Linked DNA regions of Sus scrofa: region 1 is linked to region 2. A link is a contact called in public Hi-C data. All regions are on one chromosome and are shown on one strand. The core of a region is the stretch at or near the end of the contact, and the rest is flanking DNA. Distances in the headings are between cores, read along the strand shown.

Evidence for each region. A called contact is a pair of places that touch in the nucleus more often than the background predicts.
Region 1: a Hi-C map of subcutaneous adipose tissue shows a contact between it and region 2, with 2.6 times the contacts expected there. The contact joins the promoter of RPS6 here to the enhancer-like site in region 2. A contact is called at or near these places in 1 of 5 promoter capture datasets (liver), 11 of 47 Hi-C or Micro-C datasets (alveolar macrophages, embryonic fibroblasts, fetal skeletal muscle and 6 more) and 1 of 2 datasets of contacts at active chromatin or transcription factors (skeletal muscle).

The regions. Positions count from the first base shown.
Region 1 is chr1:203,443,018-203,447,188 of Sscrofa11.1, reverse strand. It overlaps RPS6 (40S ribosomal protein S6), which reads right to left and starts at 2,829. Exons shown (of 6, transcript XM_003121890.4): 1 at 2,695-2,829; 2 at 2,043-2,174; 3 at 1,330-1,540; 4 at 1,002-1,148. The coding sequence starts at 2,700.
Region 2 is chr1:203,392,015-203,396,504 of Sscrofa11.1, reverse strand. It overlaps ACER2 (alkaline ceramidase 2), which reads left to right. Exons shown (of 7, transcript XM_001926911.5): 5 at 3,730-3,867. Among named protein-coding and RNA genes, the nearest start is that of ACER2, 21 kb to the left of the region's middle. Within about 2 kb of position 3,149, at least 8 of the 83 cell types and tissues checked have an H3K27ac peak or open chromatin away from gene starts, as enhancers often do. A contact at or near this core is called in retroperitoneal adipose tissue, skeletal muscle and subcutaneous adipose tissue, where this site is marked.

The DNA of each region.
Region 1 (4,171 bases), core at 1,580-4,079, 51 kb before region 2:
TACATTTTTAAAACATTAGAAACAAAGGCAAAACTTAATTTAGTAGTTCCTATGAAAACTTACTTTTATGAAACCCACTGGTGACTAGGTACTAGTGTTTTCCTAATTAACATGTTTAATCCTCCTAAGACAACTCAAACCATAGCAGTAATTAGGAGTCAGGTTCAAAATCATGTAAATTTCCATTATTTTGCTCAAGAGTAAAGTCATACCAATACTTTTTTCCTACTATGAATTCCTCCCCACAATTAGATTATCTTGGTAGAGTATTTTATATCTCTGTACCATTTAAGACACAGGAGCATTATTTTAAAACAATATTAACTGTACACATTTAACACATCTGTGAAAACTAAGTACATGAAGTGTTATGTGCAGCACTATCCCACCATGCTTTGAAGCCCCAACTGGTGGTCAAATCTCTATTTTCCAAAGACAGAGTTTGTTGGTCTGGGCAGCGAAACTATTACCATTAGAAAATCCTCATCTAGCCTGTCTGATTTATAACCCCAAATAATCTGACTGAAGACCAAATGCTCAATTATTCAGGTTCTGCTAAAAGTTAACTAAAGCAACTTCAACTGATGTAAGTCATGAGCCATGTATTTTTTATAAAAAAAAAAAAAAAAGAACCACTGACATGCAAAGAAAACCAAAGTGTGGAGCAAGAGCACATCAACCATGCTCCAAGAAATTTCTACCATTCTTTCAACTCCTAACCCCAAAACAATGAACTTTAAAATGTCTGATAAAAGTATCTTTGAACAAACTTATACATCAATGACTCAAGGGCAATTTCCAAGAAATATTCTAACACTCTATAGAGGGCAGGAGATAAAAGGAGTAATACCAACTGCGTATCCTGTCTTTCTCCCTATTTTCCTAAAGCTCAGATTCTAGGTCAAGAGTAGGTACAGATTTTTATTTTCTAACAATCACACAAAACGCTATGACAACTCACTGAAATTAAGCAAACCCTAAACCACATAATCTCCCATTACCTTCTTTGTTTAGGGGCTTTCTCACTACATACTGACGGACATCGTCTTCCTTAGAGAGATTGAAAAGTTTGCGGATCCTGCTAGCTCTTTTAGGCCCCAGGCGGCGAGGCACAGTGGTATCGGTGAGTCCAGGAATATCCTTCTCCCCTTAACGAGAAAAGTGATGAAAGTTTAGTTCAACAACTCCTTTACAAACAAGTAACCGAGATTGTTCAGGCATTGCTAAAAGAAGCCCACTGGTCAAACTGTGGATACTACAAATGAAAAAAAATCGGACAATCAGCTTTAAATTAGTGTCAATGAAAATTATCTCAAGAACAAGTCTCACCTTTTTTTACGATGACCAAATTGAGAACACTTAGATTGGCATCCACAATGCAACCCCGAACTGATTTGCGCTTTCTTTCTCCAGTCCTCCTTGGTCTGTAACAGGAATGCCCCTTACTCAGTAGCAGGCGGACTCGGCCATGGGTCAAGACACCCTGCTTCATGGGGAATCCTTGTTTGTCGTTCCCACCACTGATTCGGACCACATAACCCTGCAAAAGAATACAGCAACACATTACAGGACAAAGGATTGTGGCTTCTTTGAAGTACACCTTCAATTTTACAAGTACAGTTCATTAACACCAATTTCAAACTTAATCTTTTGCTCTGGTCACTAAATTTTGGCTATACTTCCAATTTGCCAAGTTCAGTTAACAAATTCCTTTCAATCAGGTCGTATTTTTAACCTGTGCTTTACCAGAACAGCTCCTGGGGACAAAAGATGTTAAAAAAAACAAAGTACCAAAGAGCAATAAATCAGGAAACAACCCTTCTTGGCACTTTCGAGGATACCCTTTGGAGAACATTAGTTCGTAGAGCAAGAACTGTATTTTTTAATTTGACCTACGTAACCCCTCCAAATGACAGCTCCACCTTGTAAAAGTGACATTTGGAACCATCTCAAGATCAGAAGACAGAACCCTACTGCGTTTACCAATTACCATTCTTTCTCTTAAATAGCTCTAACAATTCAATTCAGCAGTTAACTTTTACCTTCCATTCTTCACCCAGAGCGTCAGCAGCAACTTCTGTGGCCATGCGTTTCTCATAAAATGTACGAAGTTTTCGCTCATCGTCCACTTCAATGAGTTTTTGGCAGCCAGTGGCCGGGAAAGAGATGTTCAACTAATTATGAACGAGAGGAAAGGAACTTCATGAAAATCGCAGAACCGATACAAAAAGCATTTCATGTCACCCCTACAAAAACTGCAGAAAGGTTTCTCACCAATTTTACTCACTAAAGCACGTGTGTGCATAATCACCGTAACACCGTACTAAAAACAGGACACATTTTTTAGGCCTAGCGAAAAGAAGCCCGGGGGAAAGCGGCTCCGCAGCCGTTCGCTCTCTCAGAGCAAGGAGGCCGACCTACACGCCGCCAATAGGGCAGCAGCGCCGTCTCTATCCTGGCTTGGCGGCAGGACGCCACCATGGCGCTCCTCGAGCCCGGCACAGCTCCAGCTGCAATCGCTCGCCATCCGCTCTCCCAAAGAGCTCCAGCACCAGAAAAGCGATCCTTCTCCTTCCTCAGACCCTTCTCTATCTAGACCCAGAATTTTGAAGAGCTAAGACTCCGGCAACGTTGTGTCCGGGAGTTCGACCCACGTTCTTCAAGCCTGGCCCAACACTCTTCAGCAGTTTCTACCTTCATCCTCAAGCGGCCGACCGCCTCCGAGGCGCCACGAAAAAGAGATCCAACTTCCGCTTAGCCCAGGTCACATAGGCGCTTCCAGTTCTCGCGAGATGGTCGAACGCTTGGGATAGCGGAAGTGAGCGTGAGTGGGCGGTACTTCTGGGTGGGGGCTAAAGAGCGATTGGAAGATAAACTCCGCGGGCCGCTCTAGTGAGGCTTCCGGGTTTAGTTCTGAAGGTTAGAATCTCCATCACCTCTACTTTGCAGTGTTCTCCTCCCGTGGAGGGGAGACCTGCTCCGTCCCAGGCACTGCTTCTGATGATACCAAAGGAGAGCAGGATCTGGGCTCTCCTGGACCTCAGCCTCCTTCGGAAGATTTCCTCTTTAGGAGTGTTCCCTGCCCTGGTGCCGGCTGTTTAGAACAAGACGCTTTGAACGCTGCCATTTGTATTTTCCTTAAGCACTCGATCATCCGCTAATCCTCTAACCGCTCTGCAGTTATCGTTCTAGCACAGCAGATGCACTCTGCCACCCCGTCGCGCAAGCGGGTAACCTTAATTACCAAGTCCTGGTGCCTCTACATAAAGCATGAAGTCTCCCTGCTGTCTTGCTTCTGCGATCCTTTTAAAACGCAAAATTCTTTCACTCCCTTGCTAGCAATGCACCGTTTTCCGCTGCAGTGCTTTTCAAATTTCTTAACCTGACTTCACAGAAAATTTCCGCAGTCCCAAACTCACCTGTCGCTATTCCTTAATGCCCTACCAGTCTTTAAGATTAGATGTCTTTCCTAAGAGAAGCCTTTCCTAATCTCAAAACCAGAAATTGTATTCTCTAGTATAGCACTAGTTCCCTTTACAGTACTGTGTACTCATGATATATAAATGGTTTGCTTATGGTCTCTTTCGCCTCCTAGATGGTAAATTAGCCCAGGCTCATGACTTACCTTCACTGTGGTATACTCAGGAGGCGCCAAAGTGCATGGCATATAATAAGTAAGGCTCAGTAAATATGTGTTAAATGATCATAACCCTAGCTGTGATATGCATTAGTCTAGCAGAGTGTGATAGTATGGAGCCGACCAGCAGAGGGAGAATAAGTGTATTAGAGTAAATCTTGAATCAGTAATGATACAACTCTTAATAGAAGACAGATGTGGGAAAGACACAGTGCATTTGATAGTCCTCCAGAACATTCCTGGGAGAATGAGAACCCAGATCTAACGTCTATCTAACAGTACCCTGAAGGAACATTTATTATCTATTACATATTTACTTCATATTTTTCTTTTTTTTTTTTTTTTTTTTTGGTCTTTTTGCCATTTCTTGGGCCGCTCCCGCGGCATATGGAAGTTCCCAGGCTAGGGGTCTAATCGGAGCTGAAGCCGCTGGCCTACACCAGGGCCACAGCAATGCTGGATCCGAGCCGCGTCTGCGACCTACACCACAGCTCATGGCAGCGCCAGATCGTTAACCCACTGAGCAAGGGCAGG
Region 2 (4,490 bases), core at 1,900-4,399:
CAGCTCCTGATTCTTTTACTGCCCTTGAGTGTGGAAGAGGAGTTAGTCCTCACAAAGGGTAATGCCTGATGCTTGGATTGCATCAAGTTTGATGGTTTGCTTCAAAATGTTAATGGTCTCATTTTCAGAAAGAGAGGAACAGTAAATGCATTGCATCTCCTGAACAAAGCTAGCTGAGGAGGAACTTCTCAAACACCTGGTGAATGCCTAGACCAAGCTGCCTCAAGTTGAGCCTGTAGGAAGGAGAAGAGAAGTGTTCATAGACCAAGAATAAGGAGAAAAGAAAAGCCCCCCAAAGGCTATTGCATTTACATGCAACAGGAAAAAGATATGAATGATTATGTACAAAGCAGTGTTTGCTGCTTTCTCTGAGGCCTATTTTCTTTTTTACTATCAGGTAAAGCCTTTGCTATTTTTTTCCCCCAATTTTTGGCTACCCTATGGCATATGGAGCTCCTGGGCCAGGGATCAGATCCAAGCCAAGGTTGCAACCTAAGCCTCGGGTGTGGCAATGCTAGATCCTTAACCCATTGTGCGGGGCAGGGGTATCAAACCCGTGTCCCAGTGCTCTGAAGAGGCCATCCTGTTGCACCACAGTGGGAGCTCCAAGCCTTTGCTATTTGCGTAAGCCTTTTCTTTTGGGAACCTGTGTGTGCAGAGGTCAGATTGACATCTAGAAACATTTTAGTTTAGCCCTTGTATGTTTATGACTGCCCCCCAACTAATATACCTCTAACCACTGCCCTTATTGTAATCCTCTTTGAAAATGCTTCTTTTTCTCTGTCTCCACTTTTAGAAATCCATTTTAATTCATGACTCATTGTCTTGGACATATGGATGGTTTTAAGTGAAGTCTTAAATTTATCTCCCTTTGTGGGAGTTTCTCTGTGTAATGTGTTATCAGCTTTCTCTCGGTCTTTGTTTTGAGTGGAGTTGTGTTATGTATTTCCTTCCATTGCTTTGCTCTGGGTTTTTTTTTTTTTTTTTTTTTTTTTTTTGCTTGTCAGCAATACCAGGCAGGGTCAAGGGTGGTTGAAGAGGTATTTAAACTTGCTGGCTGGCAGTGGAAAGACTCTCTTGTCCTATTGGCTTTGAGTAGCCTTCAAGGACTGAGGAAGCAAGAGACCCATTTCAGAACACTAACAGATCTGGGAGCGCTTTGGGAAAGCCATTAAATTGCCCACAGGGACTCTCACCTCTCTGCTTGTTCCCTCTTTACTCCCCACTAAAGGTCCCACCTCCTTCCTGGCTTTAATTCCGATACATAGGCGGACGGCTCCCAGACTCCTGTCTCCAACCCAGTCCCCTTCCTTTTACTCCTCCACTGTGTATCTAGCTGCCTGCCTGCCTGACTGTCCCAACTCTATGTGCCATCCCCTCTGTGACCAGCTGTCTGACATCCCGCCTCTCTTTGACATGTGCACCGCACCTGCAGCTGTCTGGGCTGGTGTGGCCCCGAAGCCACAAAATGAGTGTGCATAGCTCCTCTTATACCAGGCTCATGGTCTATGCATTTGTTGATACTTGTTTTTGTCAGTTTTCATGTTACCTTGTAAAATGGCAGGGCCAGAGACCTGCTTATTTTGCCTTTCACTGTGCCTAGTATGGATTCTGAAAATTTGGTACCCAGTCAGTAATGGTTACTGTTTTTTTCTTTTAACGTTCTGCTCGGGTCACTAGTTTGCAATTAAAATCATCCTTTCTTTCCTTATTTCTTATTTTGTCTATTCTTTCAGCAAGTTTTTTTTTTTTTTTTTTTTAAATAGTGCCCATTTCTGGACCAGGCACTGTTGTTAGACACTAGATATACATTGGTAAAAGAGTAGGTATAGTCCCTGCTCCCGTGGGTCTCACAGTTTAGTTGGATACTAGATACTGAACAAATAATTACACAGACAGATGCACAATTAGTTTGTGATGAGCATTTTGAAGGAAAATAGCAGGGCACCAGGAGGGAATGATGGGAGGTTAGATGGTGCTGGGGGCTGTCTTAGAAAATCTGCTGTAGAAAATGCCCCCAGACCCACAGAGGCAGAGAAAGATGGGTGGAGTGAGGAGACAGGGCTCTGGGAGAGGGGAATAGGGTCCGAAGGTGAGCCATTCAGAGTAAAGCAATGCTGAAGACAGAGGGGAAAGTGGAAATTGTTCATCTTTTTGTTTTCTTCTCTAAACTGGAAAGTAGTCACTATATATATTCTGGGTCTCTATTATTTCTTTCAAAAAATATTCAGGGGTGCATTTAGCCCTTCCCTTCACAGGGTCTTTCAGTTTCTTTTCTGAGGTCTTTTTGAGCCTGCTGTCCATCCTGTTTTCATCAATGCTTTTGCTGATGTTTCTGTCAGGCAGCTAGGAAAGGTACCAGCAAGTCAGACATTTGGCACCGTTTATCTCTTCAACACATATGACTAAACATGACCCTTCTTGGGAGCAGATGTTATGTTGGCCACTGACTGAGAGTGAGCAGGCTTGACTGATGAGGGGTGGTAAAGACACCCCAAGGGAGGCTTTAGAAGGACCCTCAGACACCAACTGCCTCTGGGCATTTCCTCCTAGGAATAGAAGTCACGCACTTTGTGAGCAGTTTGGTAATGAGAGAGAAAACGGCAGTTGAAATTTCCTTTGAGCTGTTGGGCTTTGTTCCAGAAAACATTTTGTCCCAGTGTAAGAGCTCATGCCGTCACTCAGGAATATTCTGTTATCCTGGCACCATTCCAGGGACTGGAGATGCAGCAGGGAGCAGCTTCTCTGCTGGTGGGGAAGACAGGCCATGAATATATAAGTAAAACATGGAGGATGGTGGAGGGGCTGTAATTGCTACAGAGAAAACTAGAGAAGGGAAGAAGGTGACAAAGAGGGTTTCTTAGCGGGTGTGGACACGTGCTGTGATTGTTAGAAACAATGGTCAGCAAAGGGCTCACTGAGTAACATTTGAGCCAAGACTTGGAGGAGGGAAGCCACGTGGACATGTGGGAACAGCATTCCAGGTGGCAGGAACAGCAAATGCTAGGGCCTGGAGGAATGTACTGGGGGGTTTTGAGGAATGGCTAAGTTCCCAGCGAGGTGTGGGGTGCTTTGATGTATAGGGGCAGTGAGGGCCAGAGTATGGAGGAGTGGGGTGGAGGGCAGAGGAGAAGCCAGCACGTTAGGGCCTTGTGGCGGCTGTGAGCACTTTGGCTTTCCCTCTGGGACATGGGAAGTTGTGGGAGGCTTTGGGGCAGTGTTGAGAGGTGACCGGGGCAGGGCCAGACAGGCAGGCAGGAGATGATGCTGGCTTGGACAGGTGGAGGTGATGGGAAGAGGTTGGATTTTGGAGATATATTGAAGAATTGATGGGTTGGATGTGAGGTACATGAGTCCAGGATTCTTAGCCTGAGCGCCTAAAAGTATGAGGTGGCCTCTTCCTATGAGGGCTGGGGAAGAACAGGTTCTGGGCAGAAGGAAGGGTTAGGAGTTCAATGTGGGCAAGTTTGGATCAACATTGGACATCAGGTGGACGAGTCAAGATGTGACAAGGGCTGTGTTAGTCTGGAGGTGGGGAGAGCCTAGGTGAGGAGTGTGGCTTTGTGAGCCACTGCGATACACACGGTATTCACATCCACGAGCTTGTGTGTTGGGGTGGGAACAGCCAGTGCCAGGGGCTGGGGAGGTGGGAAGAAGCAGAGAGGATGCGGCCAGTGAGGTCAGAGGAAACCAGAACTGATGGGGGCTGTTCTCTGCCTCCCCCGGCAGGTGCGACAACGTGCGTGTTTTTAAGCTGGGCCTCTTCTCGGGCCTCTGGTGGACCCTGGCCCTCTTCTGCTGGATCAGTGACCGGGCCTTCTGTGAGCTGCTATCTGCCTTCCACTTCCCCTACCTGCACTGCGTGTGGTGAGCCACGCTTCCAGAGGGGGGCGGGTGGCGAGGCAGGGTCTACACTTGCTATCAGCTTCATTCTCCCTGAAGGGCGCACAGGTGTGCACAGGGAACAGAGCAGAGCCTGGGTGCCGCCCCCACCCTCCATAGATAGATGGTCAGGCATTTCAGAAGCAACACCAAGTTTGGAGTGGAAGCGACTCCAGGGAGTGGGCTTAGCCAGAACAAAAAAGACCTCATTGTCTATGCTTCACGCCTGCCTTCTCTTACCTCTAGCTCCATTATTAAGGCAGAGAGGAGCTTGAAAATCAAATCCATAACCTGAGCTCTAGCCAGGTCTCCAGGGTTGGGGAAGGTGGAGAAAGCCTGGGACAGATGTTACATGGGGACAGGGAAGTCCTGCATAGGAACCAAGGGTGCCTTTTGGGCCCAAGCAGGTGAAGGCGTGGGTCTCACAGCAGGTCACCTGGGTACCGTCTCACTCATTCAATTGACAAGTGAAGAGAGAAGCCCAGACAAGTGACCTGTTCAGAATCGCCCATCTGGTTATAGAAAACCGGCCTGGAGCTCAGTAATAGGAACTGGAGCATCAGTAGTTTAGAAGGTCAGGATACACACTGTTAAGAAGAAGGTTACAT